Regions from separate parts of the Drosophila melanogaster genome. Here region 1 is linked to region 2. Evidence: chromatin contacts called from public Hi-C data. All regions are on one chromosome and are shown on one strand. The core of a region is the stretch at or near the end of the contact, and the rest is flanking DNA. Distances in the headings are between cores, read along the strand shown.

What was found. Hi-C and Micro-C count contacts between places; a contact is called where the count stands out from the background.
Region 1: a contact with region 2 is called in a Hi-C map of the Kc167 cell line, with 1.5 times the contacts expected there. The contact joins the promoter of CG31559 here to the promoter of CG10280 in region 2. A contact is called at or near these places in 6 of 107 Hi-C or Micro-C datasets (the Kc167 cell line, the ML-DmBG3-c2 cell line and cellular blastoderm embryo) and 1 of 6 datasets of contacts at active chromatin or transcription factors (the Kc167 cell line).

The regions. Positions count from the first base shown.
Region 1 is chr3R:6,154,137-6,160,140 of dm6, reverse strand. CG31559 reads left to right here and starts at 2,906. Exons shown (of 2, transcript NM_169127.3): 1 at 2,906-3,975. The coding sequence starts at 3,085.
Region 2 is chr3R:6,007,910-6,014,119 of dm6, reverse strand. CG10280 reads left to right here and starts at 2,188. Exons shown (of 2, transcript NM_141350.1): 1 at 2,188-2,452; 2 at 2,742-3,547. The coding sequence starts at 2,188. The coding sequence ends at 3,547. It overlaps Rm62 (Rm62,), which reads left to right and starts at 5,541. Exons shown (of 7, transcript NM_001260010.1): 1 at 5,541-5,569; 2 at 5,814-6,083. The coding sequence starts at 6,082.

The DNA of each region.
Region 1 (6,004 bases), core at 1,657-4,156, 150 kb before region 2:
ATACTCAAGCGTTTTCCCCTTACCTCGGCTACCCAGACATGGGTGCGCCACTACACATGCAGTGTCGTTGTCGTTGTGGTACGCAGAATGAGCCTCGCTTGGTTTGAAATGATTTTTGCTTATGTTTTGATTTTTCGCCGACGTATGGCAGTGTGCGTTTTGAGTGTACAATGTATTAGAGAGGCTTTGGTGCTTTGTTTGTTTACCACGGTGGCATGGTGATCAGCGTTTGATTCCATGCCAACGAGGCGGTACAGTACGTGGATGTATTGGATTGTAGTTGATATTGTATGCTCACATATATAAGTGTATATAGAGGCTTTGGCGATGCGTTGGCCAGCGTATGTAAGTGCCGATGACGTGATGATCAGCGATAGATTCCACGTCAGCGCGGCAGTACGGTACACTTGCACTCTTTTTTTTTTATAAAAACTTATGACGTTTGGCAGAGTATGGACATACCGATGGCGTGGTGATCAGCGATAGATTCCACGTCAGCGCAGCAGTACGGTACACTTGCACTTTTTTTATAAAAATTATGACGTTTGGCAGAGTATGGACATACCGATGGCGTGATGATCAGCGATAGATTCCACGTCAGCGCGGCAGTACGGTACACTTGCACTTTTTTATAAAAATTATGACGTTTGGCAGAGTATGGACATACCGATGGCGTGATGATCAGCGATAGATTCCACGTCAGCGCGGCAGTACGGTACACTTGCACTTTTTTATAAAAATTATGACGTTCGGCAGAGTATGGACATACCGATGGCGTGATGATCAGCGATAGATTCCACGTCAGTGCGGCAGTACGGTACACTTGCACTTTTTTAAAAAAATTATGACGTTCGGCAGAGTATGGACATACCGATGGCGTGATGATCAGCGATAGATTCCACGTCAGCGCGGCAGTACGGTACACTTGCACTTTTTTTTTGTATATTTATTTATTTTACATTTTTCCTCTCTCTTTTTTTTTCCTGTGTTTGAATATATGTTTGAGTTTCATTTGGTACTTCACAACTTCAATTTTGTTTTATAAAAATTTGTTCCTAGTCACTTTCAGTCGACATCTTGCATATAGTTTGTTTCGTTTCTTACATGTTTACTTACAGGTAGGTAATTATTAATAGGTAGGACATCCTACCGGCTGCGCCAGTTAAGTCCGTGATCGAGGGTGGAGCCTTTTGTGAAGATATGATGTGTAAATGTATGAAGGTTTTTAAGTTTCAGCAGATAGTTGTAGCGTGAAGATTTCCAATAAAGAATACGACTGACTTTCTTGAAGTTCAAAATCAGTATGAAGTTTATTGTCAGAGAGTGGCTACTCGAGTCCTCCGTTTTCGTCTTATACATAAGTACATAGGTTCTTAATTGTAAGCATAATGAACATGCCGACTCGGCATGTGGCTGGCTAGCTGGGGACAATGTTGCAGTGCGACTTTTGTGTAATGTCAGCATTCGGCCGGAATGTCAGCATTCGGCCGGATGCGGTGTTCCAGTTGCCGTCTTCCCGGTTGAGTGTCCGATGATTTGTTTAGAGGCGTGGGGGTTTAGGGGGTGGGGTGGTAACTCGCTCATCCTCAGCCAGAATTGTGGCATAAATAAAAATAAGTGAGTGAGGGAGTTTGGGGAAAATGCACATCAGACATTCTTTATTGGCCAACTCATGCTGGCCGCACATTTCCACTGACGACTGAATGAGTTACTGTAACCTTTGCTATCTGGACAGGAAGTTGTCCGAGATGCGGTCGATAAGCTGCGTCGATGACTCGTTCGCCTCATTCAATAAAAAATTCGGAAAATTGTCACGCACAGTGTGTTGAGATAGTCCGAAATACCATGGACTGCTATTTGGTTGAATAATCGCTATATTCTGATTTAGGTGTCTGTAATCGTGGCAACATGCTTTTTAATGCACTTCTCGGTCACTTAAGGTGTTAATTGGACATTCTAGAGATTGGTAGAGGCGCTTACAAGGTATTTGGTAAGGTCAAGATTTAAATTCTTACGAATTTTAAGATTTTAATTAAAAATTTATATAATAGCTATAAAAACCAAGCCAAGAACAAACAACGCAAAATCGATTCAAATCTGTAATACGTGCATGCATTTTGCTAATGAAATTATTATCATATTATGGATAAGAAATTGTATTTTATTAAATTACCATAAATCTTAATAATTAAATGCAGAACGATATTTAAGTAGCTTAATAACAGCTCTACAAAATCTGTGCTCACCTAAACATTCTTGAGCTAACTTATATATACTTTAAATGCTCGAATTTTCCAAGTATTTTCCAAGTTAATACTAATTTTTCAAAAGAAAACATTTGGTATTTATAGGCTCTCGACTACTGCTGCCGAATCAATTAGCGACCAACCGCTAACCGAAAAAGTGGGTCAACTAGGTCAAGTTCCAGCGATTCCATTCCCTAATTGAAATATTATTTAATAGGCGCTGCTGGAGTGTCCGCTAACTCGCGTTCTTACGGTTCTGCGATCTCGGAACTCCAATCTGGCCAAGCGATCGGGCTTACTAAATTTCCCAGTTGGATTGGATCGCGTCACAGTCACGCGCAGGCGTCATGCCAACTTTGGCAGCTGCTGCCCCCGGCTCTGTAGGCCAATTGCTAATTCGCGAGGCGGCCAGAAACTTCTTCTCCGGCTAATGACAAACAATTTGAGCCCGGCAACGGGCTTTAAATTACCAAATCTAATAACGCGCGGCGGAGGTGCAATCTGGCCGAAAGAAAGCCACCGCGGAGTTGCTGAATCTCCAGCTGAGAGCTGAATAAAGTGGCCCGGAGAGCGAATAAGAGAAAGAGAGAGAGAGAGAGAGAGAGAGCTGAGTGGAGTGGATCCATTGCAGCTCTGGCTTGCCATCTTGGCCAGAAAAAGTCGGTCCAGTCTAGCGACGATATCTGAAGCATAAAGACATGCGACGTCTCGGGTGCAACGTCCGTCAGAGTCATTGAACGCTTGCATTTTCCTGGGCCAATCCGATAAAAGCCAATACTGTACAGTGCCAGCCGAAAGACGGCTTACTCCGCAGACTCTAGATAGCCAGATAAGTGATATGGTGCTGGCCACGCCCCCTGTGAGCAAGGGCGGTAACGCGGGCGGCCTCTTCATGGACCAGTATCAGCAGTACGCGGCCCACTGTGAAACCGCCGACAGTGGCAATGGCAGTGACCTGGAGAGCACCGGATTGCCCACCAAACCGGATGACAGCGAGGAGAGTGGCCCCTCCTCGCTGGGCAGCGACTCCATGCACGGGAGCAGCACGGAGTACGTGCGACAGTCCGCCTCCCAGCCCAGTGGCCAGCGGCAGCGACAGAAGTCCTTGCGGGTCCTGGGTGCCCTGCTCCCCGACAGCCTGCTCCGCGACATACGGGACCGGAGGAGCACCGAGTATGTGGTACAGTTCTCGCAGCCAGAGGATGAGGAGAAGATCCAGGTCCCCGACAAGATTCCGGAGAAACCCAGTCCGTTCCGCCTGGCCCGCGAATCGCTGAGCGAGGACAAAATAGAGGAGCTGCGGGCCGCAGTGGAGCGGGCCAACTTCGTTCAAACCGGTGAGGAGACGCTGGACAGCATCGATGCCACATCGCAGTCTCTTCCAGCCAGCAGCAACATCGGCGGACACCGCGGCAATATCAATTACAAGTATGCTGACGACCAATACTACAGCTTTCACATCAACGAGCACGAGAACTTCGGTGCGAGAAGCGCGAGAAGTGGCGACGAGGCGGACCACTCCACGGGAGCGGGATCGGAGGCTGGCTCCGACAGCGGGATCCTAACGGAGCAGCAAGACCTCTTCGCCGGCTATCGGGACGTGCGATGTGGGGCCAGTTCCACCCAGTCCACTATCCGATCGGCCAAGGGAACGGTGCGGGGCGTCAAGAACCGTGTGCGCAATGGAATAGCCACGTTCTTGCAGCTCCAGCAGCAGCCCAATGCCAAGGTGAGTTTCGTGATCATGTCGGGTAGGGATGGTATGGGGACGTATGATTGGATAACGGGATGGGATGCGTACGGTATTAAAATGCTTCTCAGGTCAGAGTCGACTGATTGCCTATCAGTTGCATACCCCTAAATACCGGTTTACTAATCACTGTCTTAATCTTACATTCAAGAAAGAAATCTCACTTTAATCTGATATCGGATTAATAACATTTTCTTTCCAATTTAAAATGCATACATAACACAGTCGTTAACACCGTAACAACACAATCGTTGAAAAGTGATTAACAGATGTACAAGCGTAGATCAGTCTGTTTTCCATTATAATGCCGAAATATCGGAAATTTACGCCCACCAGCAGCTGACTAATGGGTATCTAGTATATGTAATGGGTATAATAGTTGAGGAAGTCAATAGTAACGATATGTCTTTTTTTAATTAGTTTTGTTTTACATTTTTTTTGTTCTGGGTTAAATTAATTAATAATACTTGATTTAACATTTTAGCACACACTAAACCATATACTTAGAAACATTATAATTATATAAGTTATTTATTTTAAGGAAGTATTTTGAGCTAAACTTTATTGTTGAAAAAAAATTGTTTGATCTTCGGATCTAACAAGATCAGCACAATATATATTTACACCGCTCACATTACTTAATGCAACGATTTCTGCAGACTTTACTAAAATTTTGACCTCCGCTGTGGTTATAAGTACCGATATGAATATTCAGATATCGATGGTTATTCGGTTCCCACGCTGCTGGGCGTCGGCAGAGGCCTCCAGTGGCGTTGAGTCACCTGCTCGCCCAAATTATGCAATTGGCCTGCATCTCGACATTTCGGCATTTCAGTTGGCTGAAATGGAGAAAGTGGTGGCCAACAATTGCGGCGGCCGATATGTGGCTGTGGCTTTTCAATATACGAGTATCTTTCACATTTCGTGTTTCGTGTTTCGTATTTGCCCGTAATCTAATGAACAGCTCGTGGTTCCCCATCGTCCCCTTGGAAGCCCCGAGATCTGGGAAACCAGCTGCGCTTTCAGCGTCTTCGTCGGTTTCTTCTTCAATTATAATGGAAACCGTTAAGTGGCTTATTTTGTCTCCGCCGATGTCGTTTTGTATGCGCTTAGCGCGCGTCTACAACTTGCCCAGATAGCCAGTTGGCCAAGTCGCGTTTGTTTTAGCCCCTTGTTCCCAGAGACATGTAGTTTGGGCGCGGGATTGACACGACTAATCGCAGTTAATGTCGGGCAGTTGGGAGTTGGGGCTGGAAAACAAATAAAAAGAAGTGCTAATTCCGCGGAGACAATGGAGCGAAGTGGAGTTGTCATCGCAAAAGCGGGATTAGTGATAGTTTCTATTCCGAGCCGAGGCGTGTTCTCGGAACTAGATTTGCATGAAGCGATCTTAATTTATTCACTTGATAAATCAATATCTCTGCGCTGATTTATGGTTGTTAGTGTGAGTGTGTTGGAGCTTTCTAGCATTTTTATTGAAGATCGTCAAAGCCTGTGGAATTTATTAGCACTATCGAAATCTCTTGATAAATTGATTGAATGTTCATTCATTTAGTCTTCTGATGAAAATATACCACCTTCCATGTATTTTCAAATTTATTTTTTTTTACCAATTTGGCTAAAGAGCTTTCTAGTTTCTAGCAAACTAATACCGAACCATTCCTCTACATTGTAGCATTAAATATATATTAACTCTTACGTATCAACATCATGAATATACCTCGGATTGAATGCTGATTTATAATTGCCGACTTAGCTTTCTAGTATTTCGATTGCGTCTTGAGAGTCATCATCAGAAATCAAACATATTTTGAGTTTAATGTCTCAAATTAACTGAATTGCCGCCATTAGGAATTCCCCTTCCCAAATCGTTGGGAAATCGTTGTCATTGATTTCGAGTCTTTCCACACCAAACGCCATTTAGGATCGGAAACCTGTCCCCGTTTCACGGATTACTCGTATCGCTCAATCGTTTTTCCGGCTTTTCGAGCGCTTTTCTCCCGTTTTG
Region 2 (6,210 bases), core at 939-3,438:
CAGAAACAGAAACAAAGGCAAATTGCAAAAGGCAGATGATGGGGTATGTGTGGCGTCATTATATAATCAAATCAAATGGCTGTCTTTGCCTCGAAAAAATATGCAAATTTCCAGTATTTTCGGTTTCTTATTTTTTTGATTGTTTGTCGCCTTTGTAGGGTTATTGTTTTTGGCTTCGATGTTTCTTCGATGTTTTATTACGTGACAACTTTGAATTAGTCGCTGGGTTTTGACTTTGGGCTCGCTCGACTTCGATTGTTTGCGTTTTGCCTTTGATGCCTGTCTTTCGCCATCTCTCTCTACTTCCCTGCCGCCGTCTCTTTCGCTCCCTGGCCCCATCTCTTTCTAATGCAGACCCTGTGTGGCGCAAAATTACTCGGTGTCGCATTTTTATTGCCCAGCTGACACATAAAGTCAAGTGGCGGACTCAATCGAAGACAGACCCACAGCAGTCCCCACTGCCATCAACGGGTTAAAGCGGGCGAAGTGGGTTAAAGGGGGCGGGGCAAGGACAGGTTTACGGTTGCAGGCCAATGAAATATGACAATTACAGTCCATATTGACAATCAGTCAGCCGGGCAAGACAAAAAACCTACTGCAGAGCATATTTTTCGTGAGAAGAAAAAAGGGCTTTCAAACGAATAATCAATATTTTATGTGGATGTCGACTTTTTACTTTTTTGAAAACTTTAAGATTAAAATTGAAATAACTGCAAAAGAGTCCTGTGGCCTTACATTTTATATATAATCTGTAATCGATGTACTTATTGAAGCAACTCAGTATGAATCTGAACCATTTCCCTATCACCCTACAATGTAGGATTGCCTTAAAATAGTAATTCTTTAATTTATTATTTATTTTCCCTTTTTCCAGTAAATAAATCATTTGACTCGGCCATTTCAAAATGCAAACTTAATTTGCCACACATGTAAGTAAATTCATTCGGGCTATCGCGATCCGATCTGTTTGAGCCGAATTCCCGCACTGTTGTTATTATGCTAATTAAGACGGAAAACTAATTTCGCCTAATTAATGATGACCAATTAAAATGGATTGTCAAATAAGCTCCGCCCAGATGGAGATAAGCCATTCCGGGTGAACAGCTTAAGCTGCCAACTAACTAGTTGGAGCCCAGGAAAGTGCAAAGTGCACATTGCAAAGTGCACTGTGCATCACGATTCTCTAGCCAAGGTGTCACATATCAAAACTATCCAACAAACAGACAGAATCAAATACGAACTCAAACACAAACAAGTTGAAAGACAGACAGACCGGCAGACAGTAAGAAAGACAGTTGAGCACGCGAAAAATAGGGTCAAAACCTAAATACCTTGACTAAAGGATCTGAGTATAGTCATAGTGGTAGAATTGCAACTTAACAATAATGAGATCTATAGTTTGATGTATATGTTTGTATTGAAATAGTAATATTTAGCGTATGTATCTAACATTCGAGCTAATGGTAAGGGTTCAGTTTGGCCCATTTTTCCGGCATGTAACCATTTGAAGAGCCTGCTTTTGGTAAAATCGGAAAGATTTCAAGCGGAAACCAATTTGTGAAATTCATTGTACTTAAACGTTTAGTGTCATTGTGAGCCTGACAACAATAAGTTGAAAAAGAGATTCACTGAAGCGATGCCCTTGCAGCTAAACTATAAATTGGTATATTACTCATATGTATATATGTATGATATACGATTTGCATTAAACTGCTGCCTCTTAATAAATAGTATATTTTTACACTTTAGGCCGACTCGAAAGCGAAAGCACTCCGTCAGCCAGAAAGAGAGTTTTGGTAGTACTGAAGGTACTGAAAATCATTGAATGGTCGTTGGCCAAAGCCGCTAACTCCGCTTAAATTACGTGAGCGTCCATCCGTGTTTGAGCCGGGCTTAATCGGAGAGTTTCGTAGTGTTTAAGCTGGGCTTCATCGAGGCGACTTAGTGCTGTTTGATCAGAGAGTAATGGGTGTAAAAAAAAGTGAGAGGGCATAGATTTGGGTTTTGTTTACACGCCGCCGATTGCGTGGCGTCTGCCCAACGTCGGCGTTATTTAGTCTTATTTTCGCACATTTCGCATAAATTAAGGTGCCAAGACTGCAGACTTTGGTAGCCGCCTGGGCTCCGGGCTCTTGGGCCATCGAGCCAGGTTCAGTTACCAATTTCGTGTGCAGCCGTTCGGTTTGAATGCGGCATGAATGTGGCGTGGAAAGAGTGGGCAAACAGCGATCGAATGGAAATATAGTCACAGCCAAGCCGAATCCCAGCTCTATAATGTGTGCTCAGTTGAGTGGATCAGTGGTGCTGCTGGTGCAGCTTCAGGTGGCTGTGCTTCTGGTGGCGCTATTGGTGCTATCCGCAACAACGCTCAGTGAAAGCGCCAAGCTCCCTGTCCGCCAGTATCCCGCTGGAGTGGATTTCTTCGAGCATGAGTTCACCAGTGTGGCGGAAGGTGCGTTCCACTCCCAGTTTCTCCCATGTCTTTATTAATCACTAAGTCCATTTTTGTTTGATTTGAGTTGTGAAGCCCTAAAGATCTTTTCTAGTTTAATCTCCGAACTAAAGAATCTTTTAGGAATATCGTATTTTCTCATTCTGTTCAGTGAATTCGCAATGTGAGTGTTAAAAGGACAATGCAATAACCAAAATATAACATCACATCGATACGTGGGCCTTAAAATTTCAAGAAAATACCATATGGCATATTATATATTCTAAATTAGTTTTGAAACCCCTTTCAGATGAATACGATCCCTACGGACCCGACATCGGTGACGATGACCTGGGAATCGACGATCCGGAGACCATGCCCCGCTTGTTCCAAGGCGACATCGCCATTGATCCGTACACCTACATCACCCTGCGCCTGGGCGTCAATCCAATGAGGCATCCAAAACGACTGTGGCCCAATGGAACGATTCCCTTCGAGATAAGTCCGCGGTACGCAAATCAGGAAAGACAGGCCATTATTCAAGCCGTAAAAACCTTCAACTCCCTAACGTGTGTGCACTTTGTGCCGTACGATGGGGAGGTAGATGACTACCTGTTGATCGAGCCGCCTTTGGAAGGACCGCAAGGATGTTGGTCCTACGTGGGCCGAAGAGGAGGTGAGCAGGTGGTGTCCCTCCAGAGACCCGACGAGAATAGTGCCCACTGCTTCAGCAGCGAGGGCAGAATAATGCACGAGCTGATGCACGCCATCGGCATATACCACGAACAGTCACGAGCAGATCGGGACAACTTTGTCAAGATCCACTGGGACAACATTGTGCCGCGGTTTAGGAAAAACTTCAAGCTGGTGTCGAAGAAGAAGGGGAAGTACGCCTTCGACTACGACTACAACTCCGTGATGCACTACGGCGAGTTTTACTTCAGCAAGCGGAAGGGTGAGAAGCCCACCATGACCCCTCTACAACCTGGAGTTAGGATCGGGCAGCGAAAGACCATCAGCAAGATCGACTGCCTCAAGATCAACGAGCTGTACGGCTGCTTGCAGGGCCGCAGGGCCAAGATGTACCGCAGTTTCTGCCACCTTCTCGGGTTGTAAGTGGACGTGGACCTAGACTGGGATATTTGTTATGAATCACATTGATTTGATATTTAATAAACTTTAATAAAATAATGCGTAGACCCTTATACATATTCATTCTTGGCTGACCCACCCACCAAACTAACTAAACATATCCATTACTTGCAGGTCCGGGTATACTAGGTTCAATTATGAAAATTTAAGAGATAGATAGAAATGTGTGGGCATGCATACGAATTTTCTTGATCACTAAAAGGTTTGATCTTGCCACATGCGCAAGTGTCATAGAAATATTTTGCTTAACTTAGCAGAGATAGACGTGGTTTAAAGTATTGCCATCTCATATGCACCTGTATAACACTGCTAGATAAAGCAGTGCCTTTACTGCTTGCTAATGCGGTCACTTGGTGATCACACTTATATATTTCCATACCCCAAAGGAGGATAAAATTATAACATACCTGAGAACACCCGGGATCTTTAGTCATCTTTGCAACATGCTTCGTATAAAAACGAAATTGAATATAATCTGTTTTTATTGTTAACTTCACTAAAATAGTTCGTAATGCAATTAGATATATTTATTTATAAAATTATTAATAAGAAACGTATTACTTACCGGTTTTTCATATTTCACTTTAAGAAATTGAGCAAAATCCACTTGACACGTTCTACAATCAAATGCAAATTCAGTGTTCGAAACTTTGCTAGAAGAAGGCTGTAACATTTATTCTTGTATTTTTGAACACTCCCAAGGAAAAGTGCGGCAGGGAATTTTAGTACTGAAGAAGGACATATGAACTGGATGTTTGGGTGGCTACGTGTTATCTGCTATTTTTGTCTTTATCAATTGATTTGTTAAAAATGTCACACAGCAACTCCACCTTTTGGAGAGGGTTCTCTCCGAATTTTAAAACCGATTGACCATGGCCTTTACAGTACAATTACGATATACGATAGTTCGTGGTAAGATATTTAAATAAAGTACAGTGAGGTAGTTGGTAAATTTGTAAGAGCTTACAGATACTCATTTTCATTAAAGTGCCGTAAATTTCAATTTTTGGCATTTTGAAAAATAAGTGCATTCTTTACTGGTGTTAATATATGTGGCTACTTAATCCTCCATAGATGCCATTTTATTTTCCAGCATAATATCTATATTTAGCTATTTCCAATCATAACTATGATTCTTTCAATTTAATTCGCTAAAACTCGAGTGAAATTTTCGATTTCTTTCAGACTCATTTTTTAGATGTAAGCAATAAAATTATGTGTAAATTATAAGATTTCTTTAATAAGTATTACTTTTTATAGACTTGAAATGGTCAACAAGCAAGTTCTATGAAATTTTGAAATTAATGATGAAAATTCTGTGTGTTGTACAATATTATATTTTCTTATAAATAATAGGATATATTTTTCCTTTCAGAATATTGAGCCAACCTTATTTTAATTCTTTAAAATATTAGTAAAAATGATGCGAGATTTGCGCTTTTGGTAGATTTCAAAAAATTTGTATTAATTGAAAATGTTAAATAAACCACAAATGGGGTGAGTCTTTGCTAAATGCTCAACACAGAAAGTTGTTTTATGCTTATATTTGTTAAGGTATATTTACTAATCTCCGCACAGACTACGTTTTGGTAGGCTAGGAAATTTAAGACATTTCCGAATATTAGGAGTACGGACCGACGACGAGATACATTTAAAGTTCGTTTCAGCAGAATCTTAAATATTAAAAACTTAGCGGGCAAGTAAATACACCGCGTTCAGCTGATTATCGATAGCTAGGAAATTTAAGACATTTCCGAATATTAGGAGTACGGACCGACGACGAGATATATTTAAAGTTCGTTTCAGCAGAATCTTAAATATTAAAAACTTAGCGGGCAAGTAAATACACCGCGTTCAGCTGATTATCGATAGCAACCAGGTGGTCACTCTAATAGACGTTTTCATGCGAGCCCGCTGCGGTCACACCAACTTCTCGACCGATTTTTCCCCTCCATCTAGGGTCACTCTAATTTTGGACGAGGTTAGGTAAGACACGCGCGGATGCCGCGCTGCGTAGGATAAATCCGTCATTAGCATAACCGCATTGAAGCTAAGTCTTCGGGAAAATGCTTAAGCTTGTGCAATACATAGCCCCCCGGGTGGGCGGCGCCACGCCCCGACCGACTGCCTGCGGCTGGGGCAACTTGCTATTGATTTCCCCGAGAAGTGGCGCGAGCTCCGAGAAATGTATAACGCAACGTCGCCATTTTCTTTTCTCCTCCGCCAGCAGCAGCGGCACTTTCGCTTCTTCTTCTTCGCTCTGCACCGAACAACGACAACAGTTCCACGGGAGTCGCAGGAATCGTGAGACAATACTGTTCCCAAGCACATATAGTAGTCTCCAAGCTCAGTCGCAGCGTGCGTTTCGAGACAGCTCGAAACCAGATTCAGACGACTACGTAGATTCCATCCCGAAAGCAGAGCAGCGGACGAGGACGAGGAAATCGCTTTTCAACGATCCCGACGAAAGAACTGAGGAAATCAAAATTGAAGGAGTAATGTGAGTACGCCGCAAGATTTCATATGAAATGCGTTGGTTTTTTCCACTCACTGTCGCCATTTTATCACCCTTCGTGCCATTCCTCTTTTTTTTTTTTTTTTTCTGTACACCTACGAAGCGAGGTGAT